2 separate regions of the Mus musculus genome follow, and region 1 is linked to region 2. Evidence: chromatin contacts called from public HiChIP or PLAC-seq data. All regions are on one chromosome and are shown on one strand. Each heading gives the region's core, a stretch centred on a gene start, on an enhancer-like site or on the middle of the called end of the contact. The rest is flanking DNA. Distances are from core to core; before and after follow the strand shown.

The links. HiChIP or PLAC-seq counts read pairs in DNA pulled down with a chosen protein or histone mark.
Region 1: an H3K4me3 HiChIP or PLAC-seq map of bone marrow-derived macrophages shows a contact between it and region 2, with 3 times the contacts expected there. The contact joins the enhancer-like site here to the promoter of Fbxw7 in region 2. A contact is called at or near these places in 1 of 39 promoter capture datasets (macrophages), 1 of 15 datasets of contacts at CTCF or cohesin (CD8 T cells), 17 of 484 Hi-C or Micro-C datasets (CD4 T cells, CD8 T cells, the G1E-ER4 cell line and 10 more) and 10 of 115 datasets of contacts at active chromatin or transcription factors (CD8 T cells, the HPC-7 cell line, the SCID.adh cell line and 6 more).

The regions. Positions count from the first base shown.
Region 1 is chr3:84,770,655-84,777,511 of GRCm38.p6, forward strand. The region is part of intron 2 of Gm40079 (a long non-coding RNA gene); the gene reads left to right. Among named protein-coding and RNA genes, the nearest start is that of Gm40079, 29 kb to the left of the region's middle. Within about 2 kb of position 1,552, at least 55 of the 459 cell types and tissues checked have an H3K27ac peak or open chromatin away from gene starts, as enhancers often do. A contact at or near this core is called in CD8 T cells, the G1E-ER4 cell line, the HPC-7 cell line and 8 more, where this site is marked.
Region 2 is chr3:84,812,941-84,819,144 of GRCm38.p6, forward strand. Fbxw7 (F-box and WD-40 domain protein 7) reads left to right here and starts at 2,637. Exons shown (of 14, transcript NM_001177773.1): 1 at 2,637-2,829. Gm35486 (predicted gene, 35486) reads right to left here and starts at 1,493. Exons shown (of 1, transcript NR_165832.1): 1 at 1-1,493.

The sequences.
Region 1 (6,857 bases), core at 302-2,801, 43 kb before region 2:
CGGCAAGATGTTTCTTTCATCTTAGTTTTTATATATTTTTTCTGAAGCCAGTGGTTTCTGGTTGTTTCGTTTTCACATCTGTTAAGTTTGGGTTTGGGGTGGGGTTGTTTTGTTTTCCCTTTCATCTCCCCTCTCCTCACCCTGCCTTCCACATATATTTTTTATTCTCTTAAGACAGGGTTTCACCTTGTAGCACTGGGCAGCCTGGAACTCGCAGCGATCTGCCTGCCTCTGCCTCCAGACTATTGGGATTAAAAGGTCACACTGCCCTGTGCTCCTATTACTAATTCATGAATCAAGAGAGCAGGACTGTCATCCAGCATTTGGTAAACTAAGGTGGGAGGATCATGAATTCCTAACGTGCCTGCGCTGCATAGCAAGACTGCAAGACTAAAAGTAAAGAGATCAAGACAGAGGGAGGGGAGAAAAAGAGAGGGGGAAAGAAGGAAGGAATGAACGAAAGAAGAATGAACAATGTAAGACATTTCTTTGTTTGCCAGATGTGGCTGTTCTCATTAATCCTGTCCGAAGGAGCAGAGGCAGGAGGATTTCTGTGAGTTCAAGGCTACACTGATTTATACAGTGAGCTCTAGGACAGCCTGGGCTAGAGAGTGAGACCCTGTCTCATACAAACGACTACAGAACCCCTACTTCTTGAATTTTTGTTAAACAGAGAGTTTGTGATTACACTTTCAGATGGAATTTCTGACTGGCTCTTCCCTCCTTTTTTAAGTGGCAGAATTCTTAATGGGAATGTGGGCCTGATTCCTTCTTAAGAGTGCCGGGCACTCTTAAGCCGGGCAGTGGTGGTGCATGCCTTTAATCCTAGCACTTGGGAGGCAGAGGCAGGAAGATTTCTGAGTTCGAGGCCAGCCTAGTCTACAAAGTGAGTTCCAGGACAGCCAGGGTTACACAGACCAAACATCTCTATATCGTGCTACTGGGTGGTGGGGACTTGCTTAGAGCAAGTTAGGTCTTCCTCCTCCTCCTCCTCCTCCTCCTCTTCCTCCTCTTCCTCCTCCCCTCCTTCTGTCAGCATCCTGGTTGAAGGAGGTGAACAGTCTACTCAACCATTGGCCTTATTCTTATTCTTGGTCCCATGCCACCAGAGGCCCAAAGCAACACAGTCATGTGACCACTGACTGAATTTTTTTTAAAACCGTGAACCAAGTAAACTTTTCTTTTTAAAAGTTGATTGCCTTGCTAGGCATTGATGGCTCATGCCTTCATCCCAGCATTAAGGAGGCAGAAGCAGGCAGATCTCTTGTGAGTTTGAAGCCAGTCTGGTCTACAGAGCGAGTTCCAGGACAGCCAGAGCTACATAATGAGACTCTGTCTCAAAACAAAACAAAGCAAAACAACAAGAAAAAAAATGTTGATTACCTCAGGCATTTTGTCACAATGACTGTGACTAATATAGGGAGGAAAAGGGAAGGAGGGTGTCGTCACCTCTATTGAAGCTAAGAGCTGGGGGTGGGGTGTGGAGGAGGACAGTGACAGAGGCTCCTGGTCGGCAGAGATAGACAGATAAGCTATGGGGGAGATGAGGGCTGCCTCAGCAGTTCAGGATGCCAGCACTGGTCCTGGACTGGAGTGCTTATCTGCAGGGCAGAGCCTCACCCTGGGATCTGAGAATGTGCCATCAAACTGTTCAGGCAGATGGCAGAGCTCCAGGGCAACCTCATATTTCCTTGAAATGACCTACCCTGTAGTTAGCACTTCAGCCTGAGCCTCTGACCTCCCTTTAAAAGTCTGAGCTTCCAGAAGCTTCCTCGCCTTTTTTATGTTTCACGTCGAAGAAGACAAGTTGTCCCTATGTTACTCGGGTTGCGTGGAACGTGGGATCTTCCTGCTTCAGCCTGCTAAATGCAGAAATTGCCTGCATGTGCCACCAACCACATCCAGCCGAAACCTCCCCGCCTCCAACCCCTAGCCTAAAGGCTTCTTCAATCCCTGTGAAGAAAGCGAGTACTTCTTTAAAAGCCTTACATTAAACTTTATGTAGGAAAAAAAATGAACGCCTAGACACCAAGCGGGCATGGGTAGCGTTCTTAAATGCTCATCGCAGACCAGCTGTGAACCTTGGGCTAGCTAGCAACTGCTAGTTTCTAAATATGAAAATGGAGAAAGTTATGGGTTATTTTGGATTGTTGTGAGAATTACATAAAATAAAGTTCATAAACTCCAAGGCTGGATGGACCCTCAGTTAATGAAACCAACATGTGTGTTACAGTCTTTCTCATAGCAGCTCCAGAGAAACCGAATTAGAACCCACAACTCCTTTAGACCCAGTGCTAGTGGCTAGCATAGGAACACTTGGAGCACAGGCATGGAGTTTATACCTCAAGATAAGAAATTAAAAAACAAAAAAAACTTTTTAGGAAAATAGTGAAAGAAGTTGTTGCTTAGAGAGCAGTACAATCCTGTCGACATCAAGCTAGCTACATAGCTGGCTTTCGTTCCTGCGTGGCTACCACTGTGAGAGCTCTATCAGCACTTTCTCTTCCGTGCTGGCTCCTCTGTGGAGGCTGAAGGAGTTTTTGGAGGAATGGCTAACAGTCCTATAAGTGTCTCCGACTTGGGGAGTATTTAGTCTGATTTGAGCTTTTAGTTTGTTTTGTTTTGTTATGTTTTGTTTTGTTTTGTTTTGTTTTATTGAAGTGCTGGGGATTGAACCCAGAGATTCGTGAATACAGAGCGAAGCATGACACACCGTGCCACTTCACCAGCCGTAGTCTGTTTTCTGTTACTAACAAAAATGTCCTTATTTTATTATCTGTTTATCACTTGCTTGATACATTGCTCTGTGTTGATTATTCTTAAAAAACAAACAATCCAATGTACAGTAATATTCAGAAACAGCATAGGCCTAATAAGCTAGTAAAAGAAATCTTTAAATGGGCTGGGGATGTGGCTCAGTGGGTAAAGTTGAGTACGGAGCATGTGTGAAGCCCGTGGCTGGGGAAGTGGCTCAGTGGGTAAAGTGAGTACAGAGCATGCGTGAAGCCTGTGGCTGGAGCTGGGACTCAGTGGGTAGAGTGAGTACGGAGCATGCGTGAAGCCCGTATCTTATTCCCAGTACCACCTTGACCATATGGTGGTGTATGCCTGTCAGCCCAGCACTGGGGAGCTAGAAGCAGGAGGATCAAAACATCAAGTTCATCCTCATTAAAGAGCAAGTTTGAGTCCAGCCTAAGCAACATGAGGGCCCAATCAATAAATTAATTAACCAACTAAAGCAACTGTCCGTGTGCCACCTAAAACCGTCTTGTGTACCACCAGTGTCATAGCGAGGTGACCCACATGGACCCATACACTGATTCTGTGAGCCCCTCATTTTGTAGGTGGACATCACTGAGCACCAGGCAAGTGGAATTACTGGCCACAGAGTTCCCAATCCCATTAAAAAAAAAAAAAAAAAAAACTGTGGTGTTAAGTAATTTTGTAATTAGAACCATGTAGGCTGGGTGTATAGCTTAGCGTGCACAGGGGGCCCTTTGGTGCAATCGCAGCAAAACAAACAGAGCCTCTAGGTTTTTGAGTTGTACCAACTTTCCAGTTTTCCTTATGCCCCACAAGATTTGAGAGAATGAGCCACATAAGGGTTGGCCTTTATGACAAAGAGAACATGACCTGTTACATAGATTCTGAAAGTCCGTGGAGTTGGGCCAGAAGACAAAGGGCTGGTTCTGGTCATTTGTTTCAATTTTAATAACCGCAGGAACACAACCCAAAGTGGAAACACATTTACCTTTCTGTTTGTCCTGTTTCTTGAGTTTGTCAGGCTGGCCCGATTAAGGCCAACAGCACTGGCCTCCTCCTGACCCCGGAATGCCTTGTGTATTGAAACCTGAGTGTTAGTTCCTGTTTGTACTATTGTACCTTGTTAGAGAAGGCGTTTCTATTCTCCAGAGAGGGAACAATAAGCTACTGTATGTTTGCTCTCTAGAGTTCATTTCTTCATGTTTTCATTAGTTTTATTCATAAGATTCTATTAGAGTCGATTGTTAAACAGCTGGAAACGTCCCCAACAAAGGACAAAAAGGTTCTTCAATAAAACAAGAACAGCCCATCCCCTGCCCAGACTTGAAGGACCATAAATTAGTGTAATAAACTACAGAGTATAAGTAAGAAGCTTTTCTTCTTAGTCTTCTAGGGACCTGGAGCTTGGGACTCTGTGTCTGAAACTAGGTCAGCAACCTAGTTTAAAAAAAAAAATCTTACTAAACACGAGTTGGAGTTTGCTGCTTTGAGAAATTATAGTTCTGTCTAGTTAAATTTTAACCCCACATGCTCATTTTGCTGGATTCAGGTTATCTTGCACAACTTAGAACAAAAGAATTTTTTTTGTAAAGTTGTTAATCATAGCCTCTATTAAAATATTCCCCTTTAACATTTTCTGGAGATCATGGTAAAAAGAGCACTTTCCGGTTTGTCCTGCAGATTTCATCTGATACGGGTCTACTGGGGCATCATGTTTCTTTAATCCTCTGACACCTTAAGAACCTTTCCCTTTCAAGGTTGAATCCAAGAAGGTACCTGACTGTAAGTCCACTTTGCTCCCTTACTACTGAGAACACATGAGGCCCAAAGGACAAAACTTCAGAATGTGCCTGGCCACGTGATCTGAAGCCAAGGACACAAAAGCAACCTCATTGCTTAATATTTATTAAGAATTAAGTTTTCAGAGGGAGCGAGCGAGTCACCAACAAAGACAGAAGCACAATCAGACCTCCATCACAGCAGAGACTTGGCCCATACGTTGGAACAAGCCTTAGTCTTTGTGTGAATTGTACAGTTTTAAATAAAGCACCACGGAGCTAGTCATTCTGGAGGAGGAGAAAAGAGTCTTTTGGAAAAACTTTGGATGTATTGAAAACACATGCCAAACCCTTCCCTGGGTTTTGCAAAGGGTTCAGGCTGTGGCGTGTATGAGCTTTGCACTGTTTTTAAATCCTAGTTTATAAGTCTGAAAACAGGTTAAGGAGGTAGGAACAGGAATTTTGGGGAAAATAATTGTTTTCCAGTACAGTGGGTAGCAGGCAGCTGGTGGTCATCCACCTGGCCCCACCCACCCCTTCAGGATGTTTGCCCAGTTACTCCCCTAACACAGCTAGCAGCGTTGGCTCATCTTTGAATTCTTTAAACAAGCAGCCAGCCATCTCTCCAAGGCACTGGACAAGTATTCCCAGAACAGGAATAAGTCCGTCTATTACCAGTGAATACCTCATTTGTTCCATAAGCATCAAGACAATTTCCTAACTGTTTATTCGCTGCTGGCTCTCAGAAACTGAAAACTCACAGACCAATAGCCATCCCTTTCGTAACCCTTAAATTAGGTCTGAAACAATAGAAGGCAGGAGAAGTTTTCTCTCCTCCTGTAGACGTGTGGAGGAACTTTTTAAGCAAATCTGTGGAACCCTCCAGGGAATGTCACACCTGCCTGGGCAGCACCCCCAGACACTGGCACCTGAGGAATTCTTATTTGCCATGGACAAGAACACGCCTTTCAGGCTAATGCATCTCTCTGTGCTTACATTTAAAACCAAGACAGAAAGAAGAGACTGCTGATTTAGAAACAAGAGCCTTGTTCTGCCTGGGCCTCTGTGAATTACACAATTTTAAATAAAGCAATATGGGACATTACAATAGAACCAAGACAGGACAGTTTTCTGGCAACATAAATGCATTAGAACCACATGTTAAATGTTTTCCTGTGTGAATGGGACCAGACCTCTCCTCTGTCCTCTGGTCCCCTGGGCTGTTTCTCAGGTACTCCTTGGATCTGTTGACATGCTTGACCCCCATCTGGTCCCCCTCCTCCACACCTCTCATCCCCACCTGACTGTGTTTGCATTTTCAGGAGTCTGAGTTCTCATGCAGGGCAGGTTTGCCTGCTCAGAGGCCATGCTCTGGCATTTCTTCGATGCTGGTTGACTATCACTGACTTTCCTGTTGCTGGAATCTCACTTCCTTTCCTTCAGGGGTCTGGCTCATACACCCATACGGGTCTGGATGGCGCCAGATGGGATGTGGTTGGCGTTGATTCTTTTTGCTTTTCCCTTTAGTTACTGAAATCTCGTACCAGACTTCTGCCCAACTTTTGAATTCATGGATTAAGAAATCCAAAGGTAGATATAAATTCAAGTATGTTGGCAATATCTGTAATTTCAGAATTCTGGAGGTTGAGGCAGGAGGACACCGAGTTCAAGGCCAGCCTGGACCATGGTTAAACTCTTTTTAACCATGTCTCAAAAACAAAACAAACCATTCTGGATCTGATTAAAGAAAAACAAAACAACAAAATGAAACAATGCAATATTGTGAAAAATGTGAACTGTTTAGATAATCAATATTATTGACAGTTGTCACTTACTTAGAGGAGTTAGTGGTTCGTGCTGATGGCTATTCTTTGCTTTATATTCAGGAAGGAATTCTTTGGCTCCTTACTGCAAGGGGATAAACTAGGAAGAATGTGGCAGAGGAAAACATTCAGAAGTGTTGGAAAGGGGGAATGATAAGAATGGCAAACAGGCGTAGAGTATTTATTTATAAGAACATGTGAATGTGTAACTTCATAACTCCCTTTACAAATGTAATGCTGGCGCTGGAGACAAGGCTCAGTGGTTACGAGCACTTGCTGCTCTTCCAGAAGACATGGGTTTGATTCCCCTTGCCTACCTACACAGAGGCTCACAACCATCTGTAACTGCAGTTCCAGGGGAACTGCACCCTCACCATCCATTGATGAGTTCAACACCCTCACCATCCATTGGTACCAGGCTCACGCATGGTACACTCACATTGAAGCAGGAAAAATGCTTATACACATAAAATAAAAATAGTAAATACATCTT
Region 2 (6,204 bases), core at 1,387-3,886:
GGGATTTCAGAAGGACCTGGTGCAACTTGTCTCTCCTTGCTTTTGTGGCATCCTCCTCTTCCCTTCACTCACTCTTGTTTTTGTAGCCTTTGAACAAAAATGAACCCTTGATTTATCAACATAGGCATTTTCTTGATCTACTTTGCACGAAGTGGTAGCAGCCGTGGCATAAACCTGGGCTTGCTTCTTAAATGCGGACAGAGCATGTTTGGTCCAATCTCCCAAGAAGGGTGGAGAGACCCGAAGCACTTATGATAGCCATCGCTGTAGCTTCCAGAGGGACGGGGTCCAGCCACACAACTGTTTCCCTTCATCTTTGCTGCTGCTTTAATCTCACTGTCACACCACTAAGGAGGGCAAGTAAGTTCGTAACAGATTTCTGAGCGCTGTAGTTCTTTTATCTCGAAAATTCTTTTATTAGAGAACCACAGCTTACATTTCATGAGTTTTTCCTTAAACATTTCCTAGCCCAGAATCTGTAGGACAAACGGCCCAATAGATTTATTAATAACATACTCCCCACAACACACACACACACACACACACACACACACACACACACACACGAGAGAGAGAGAGAGAGAGAGAGAGAGAGAGAGAGAGAGCGCGCGAGAGCGCTTTGAAGAAAGACCTGAGAGGCGCCAAACTCTTTTGAAGATGGTTAAGGGGCACTCTGTTGACAAAATCTAAAAAGCTCCAAAAAATCCAAACAAGCAAGAATTACTTTTAAAAGGGGGCTCGACTACATTCGCCCCTTGAAAACATAGAAATCCCCTAAATAATATCCTAGATGTTGATTCTCTTTCAGCCCTGTTCCCCAGTCCTGCCAATTCGCCTCCTTTCCCACAAAACTCTGAAGTTGCGACTCTGAAGAAACGGCATCCTTTTTCTTTCGTGGCAGGGGGCGGGTGGGGGTGAGGAGGGAGATGTAGTACAACTTGTTTCTACGCTTCAACTTACAAAACGCGTGCGCTTCCACTATCACCTCTGAGTCCCGCTATTGCTGTGCTAGAGGCATTAATTCATTCATTCACTCATCAAACCTTCGTAGTGCACTACTACACACAATGCGGCGCAAGGTTTCACCCCACGCCAAGGGAAGGGTGGGACGTTCGCTCCCGGGAGCAGGTGCAGCCACTGGCTGTAGGTTAACTTTTCCAGCCGTCTCTCGGTTCCAGGATCTGCTCCGGGCCAAAAGCCTCACCTTCGGGTGTTGCGCGCCCTAGCCCGATCCCGGGCCTCCTCATTCCCAGAGGAGCAGTCCGCACCTGCCCCGGAGGGAACGGCGACAGAGCTCCCTCTCCGCGCCGCCCTAGGGTCAGGGGTAAGATCAGGCGGTAGCTTAGGCTCGCCTGGGCTCCTCCCCTTCCTCTCTTCAGTTCTGACGCGGCCGTAGAGGCGGCGGCGGCAGCGGCGGCGGTAGCAGCAGCAGCAGCAGCAGCAGCAGCAGTCCCGCGGCCCGAGGCGCACCCACCCGCTCGCAGATCGCGACTTCCTCTTCCCTTGGTGCGTCATCAGAACGCGCCGCAGCCTCCCAGGGCGGGGTGGCTGGAGATGGGGAGAAGAGGCCCGGAGAGGAAGGCGCAGAGAGGAAGGGGAAGGGAGGGGGAGGAGAGCGGTTGCTAGGCGACTTACGTCATCGCTGGGCGCCACTCTCCTCCCGCCCCTCTGTGGAGTGAGGCGAGAGCCCCGCACAGAGCGAGAGAGAGACAGAAGCTGAGCTTCGGGCGCTGCCGCCGCCGCCGGGGAGAGCGTGAGAGCGAGTGAGTGAGCGAGCATCCGAGAGACCCGGCATCCGTGCACTGGCCGCCGCCAAGACCTTTGCCGCAGCCCGGGCCATCGGGAGCCGCGGCCGCCGTCGGCTCCCCCCCTTACATTCCCGGCCGGCAGCGGCTGCTGCACACGCCGAAGCCGGAGCCCCAGCCGGAGCCGGAGCCGGAGCCCGAGCCCGAGCCCGAGCCGGAGCCCGCGGCCGGGGGGCAGGGAGGCGGCTGCCGCGGGTCGGGACTCGTAGCTGCTCAGCCGGGAGAGGACGCCCGCGAGGGGCTGGGCTTTCTGCCTCGTCCCGGACTGTGGGACGAAGGACCCCCCGAGGTGTAGGGAGGGGGTCCCGGCCGCCGCGACACATGCGGGAGCCGGGAGCGGGGGCGGCGCCGATCCGAGCCCGCCGGGTCCCCAGCCTTGCCGCTGTCCACACCAGCCGCCCGGGGCCGTAGCATCCCATAGCGGAGTGTATGAACCCCGGCCCCCAGCCCAGGAGCCACCTCCGGGCCGGGGGGGCGGGGACCCCGATGTGAAACGGCCGCGGCGGCGTGGTGAGCGGCCCCGGCGCCGCTGTCCTCTCCTTCCCCTCCCCTCCCCTCCACCCCCTCTGGGGGGGCTTCTCTTTGGGCCTGCCGCCGCACCCCGGCTCCTCGGCGGGACTCCAGGAGTTCTCGGCGCCCCCTCCCCGCCCCAGCCCCCCAGGGCGGTGGGGCCGGGGGGGAACCTGGGGGGCCGGCTGCAGCCTCCGCCCAGAGGAAACTTTACCCAAACAAAATCTTCGAGCTTTCTGATCGTGACTGTCCCGGGACAAGTGGCCCAGGACGGGCTGAAGCCACCACAGTCTGCAGGGACCCAGGAAGAGAAAAAGCGGTGAGCGAGCGGGGCCGCCACCGCCGCCTCTATCCCAGCAGCGCGGAAGAGACCCGGGTAGCTGCTTGGTGGAGCGACGCTAGCACCGCTTCTTCCTCAGTTCCGCGCCTAGCCAGCCTTCCGCAGCTGCCCGCCTCAGCCCGAAGGAGGAAGGGAGCCAGCCACATTGTCAGCGCCACCGCTCGACTCTGAAGCGTGAGTGGACCCGGGGGAGGGGGACATTATAAGGTGACAAGTGGGAGCGGGTGGGTGCTTTGATGCTGGAGTTCGGCTGTTCCTCGGGAGGGTTGGCAGTGGAAACCTTTCCTTTCTACCAATAGGAGAAAGTGTCAGTTTGCAGGAGTAATGCAAGTACTCGGAGTTTTTTCTTAGAGCAGCTGTGTCTCCAGAGTGGACACTTGCACCTTTTTGGACACTAAACTGAGAAAGCCTATGGCCAGCTCTGTCCCATGCCTTTTCCTGGCAACCTTATTCTGGCAGTGGTTTTTGTTTCAGGGAAACTCCCATGGATTCCCACGTGGGAATCACTTGAATCAACCCTTAATTTTTTTTTTTCCTTTCCTAACTATTGTTTTTGAAGTTGCCTTGGATGGGAAGACCAGATTTCATTTTAGTGCATAGGGGAGTTTGGTGCCCCCAACGCTTTATTTCCCAGGTCTACAGAGTCCGATGTGTAGGGTGCTTGCATGTTTCAGTTGGCTCAGGAAAATCCGAGTTCCTAAGATGCACAACCCACTGAAACTTATTTCAGGGAGAGCACTTAATAAATTACCATTTCGTAAAAGTTGCTGCAGCGCTCTCTCTCTCTCTCTCTCTCTCTCTCTCTCTCTCTCTGTGTTGAGGGAGAGAGGGAGTAATATGTTTTAAGTGGTAGCACATTTTTACTAGGTTTCTACTAGGGACTGGAAGGGCATGCATGCAGCTGTTTTTATTTGGCTCTACTTGTCGACCTTGAGACTTTATACTCTTTTAGGAAAACATTTAGCACTCTGAGTGTTAAATTAGAGGTATAGAAAAGTAATGCTCACATATGTAGGTTAAGCTGACCATCCTAAGGCTTAACGTACTGTAGGATTTCATGTAGCAAGGAACATAGGTAGTAGTTTAAGACTGGAATTCTGGTCTATCCAGACAGCTAAATGTGGGCAGAATAAAGATGCTCTGTAGAAATGACTAGAAACTTGGGAGTATCAATTTATCTACCCATCCATCCATCTTAATTTCTCCATTGAGGGTCATGATTAAATTTGTTTGAAAGTTTTTCACATTTCATGTTTGGGACCTGTTCTCCCCTCCTCTTTTTAAATAATGAACCTCCAAGTTTATCATTCTGCATTATATAGCAATGTATTTCTCTTTGACCAGCCTTCTCAATCTTTCAGGATACAGTTTGTTTGAGGAATGCTAAAACACTGTGAATTTACCTTACCTTGCTTTTATAGATTTTGTTTAATCTCTACTATCATCTGTCCCAACTTTTCTTTTCTTCAAGACTGTTTTTCTATGTTACCTTGGCTGTCCTGGAACTATCTCTGTATATCAGGCTGGCCTAGTGTTCACAGATATGCACCTGCCTCTGCCTCCTGAGTGCTGACTGGGATTAAAAGGTATGTGCCCTGACTGCCAGCCACGTCACAGCTTTTTTGAGTAGCTCCCTCCCCCAACCCTCATTTCTTTGGATAACTTTGCCCTCTTTTTGGATCTCCTAGCCTTTTTTTTTTTTTTTTTTTTTTGTTAGATACTTTGTTCTTCATATGATTTCATGAGACACTTTAAATTTTGCTTAAGTGGGAATTAGTATGAAAATATTGAATGGTAAATTTAACTTTAGATTTAGAATAAAACGTGTTTTTGGATCTGCTAACCTTACTTTGCTACCCTGATAAAGTCATATATTCCAGTTTTGAAAAAGATGATATTTGAGAAACTTAGACTTTAATAGTTTGCTTCTTGGAAAGGAGGAGAGTGGTACTTTGAGTTTGTACTGCATCTAATCAGAGGACCTGCTTTGTGTGTAAATTGGTTTTAAATTATGGAAGTACTTTACTGAATGTAGTAATAACAAGACATTTGCTATTTTCAGTCTTTTGAGGGTGACAGAGACAACCAACTACAAATTGCACAAAACTTTAGGAAAGGTTGAACTGGTGGGAAGGCTCTGTGGGTAAAGCTGCTTGTTGCAAGTCTAAGGACGTGGAGTCTGTCTAATGCCCAGAACCACAGGTGGACAGAGAAACTAACCATACAGAGTTGTTCTCTGACCTGTGTCGTATGTGTGGACATGTGGTGGTAGTACAGTTGTAGTAGTAGTAGCAGTAGTAGTAGCAGTAGTAGTAGCAGTAGTAGTAGTAGTAGTAGTAGTAGTAGTAGTAGTAGTGTAGTAGCAGTAAAAAGAAATACATTTCTTAAAAATGTAGGAAAGGGGACATATATTACCATTATTACTCATAAGATCACTCTGTGTCAGGGAATGCAGTTGCACATTTTTATTAGGGAAATACTGATTTTGGATGACCCAGGAATAATTGGAGTGTCTGAGCCAAATCTTGGAAAGGCTCTTTCAGGAAGAAAAGAACATACACAAACAAAATGTTAAGGGCTTAGCGTCAGAATAAGTAAAAGATGAGATCTAATTAGGAAGTTAGCTTGGTAGGAATGCCTACTGAGGGAGGGAAGTTCCTGACTAGAGTTAAGGTCAGTTTGTGCTTGTATAAGAGAATTTGAAAACAGTGTTCCAAAGAAGGTAGTTTCAGGATATTGGGAGAAATTATATTTTAGGACAGACATTATACTGGCTTTAGGATTTTGTTTCATTAGGAGACTAACATTTTTATATTATGGTCATCTAGGGGGCAGCACAGAAGGAGACACGAAAAAGGAAATGTTTTGAATGTTTTTTAGCATGATGCTAGTTTCTTATGAGTAAATCAGAAACAGGGTAGCAGGCTTTGCTTTGGATGTTGAATTTGGGGTTAAGAGCTAGGTATCTGTACAGTTCATGTGTTAGCTCATTGTTTTTCTTTTCCTCCCTCTCTCTTTAAAACTTTTTCCACTTTCTTTCTCTTCTTTTGTCTCTGTCTCTTGTGCCAGGCTGACCTTGAACTTGTTGTGTACCTTTTAACTTGTAACCACCCTGCTTGGACTTCCTGAATGCTAAATGTACTAGTGTGTGCTGCCATTTCTTGTTTTGTAGTGCTGGGGATGGAACCTAGGCCTTTGTGCATGCTAGGCGGGTACTTTACCAACTGAGCTACATCCTTAGGACCTACCCCGTGCAGCTTTCAAGACTGCAAAATAGTTTGAGTAATATGCTGACAGTGTAGGTAGATGGGAGTCATTTTTAAGCCTTTATATTTCTGAGATTACTGATACGAAATTAAGAGCTGAAAAATGAATTTAAAATTTTGGGACCTGAAGCAGATTTGTGTTGGTATAAGCACAGCTATCAAAAGGAGAGACAGTCCCCAGAAGATCAGCTTCGCAGGTGAGTGGGAATGACAGTTGGAAAGAGGAGCAGTCTGTAACATAATGACCATTCAGTCCCAGGACATGGGATTCTGTTTTAGAAGT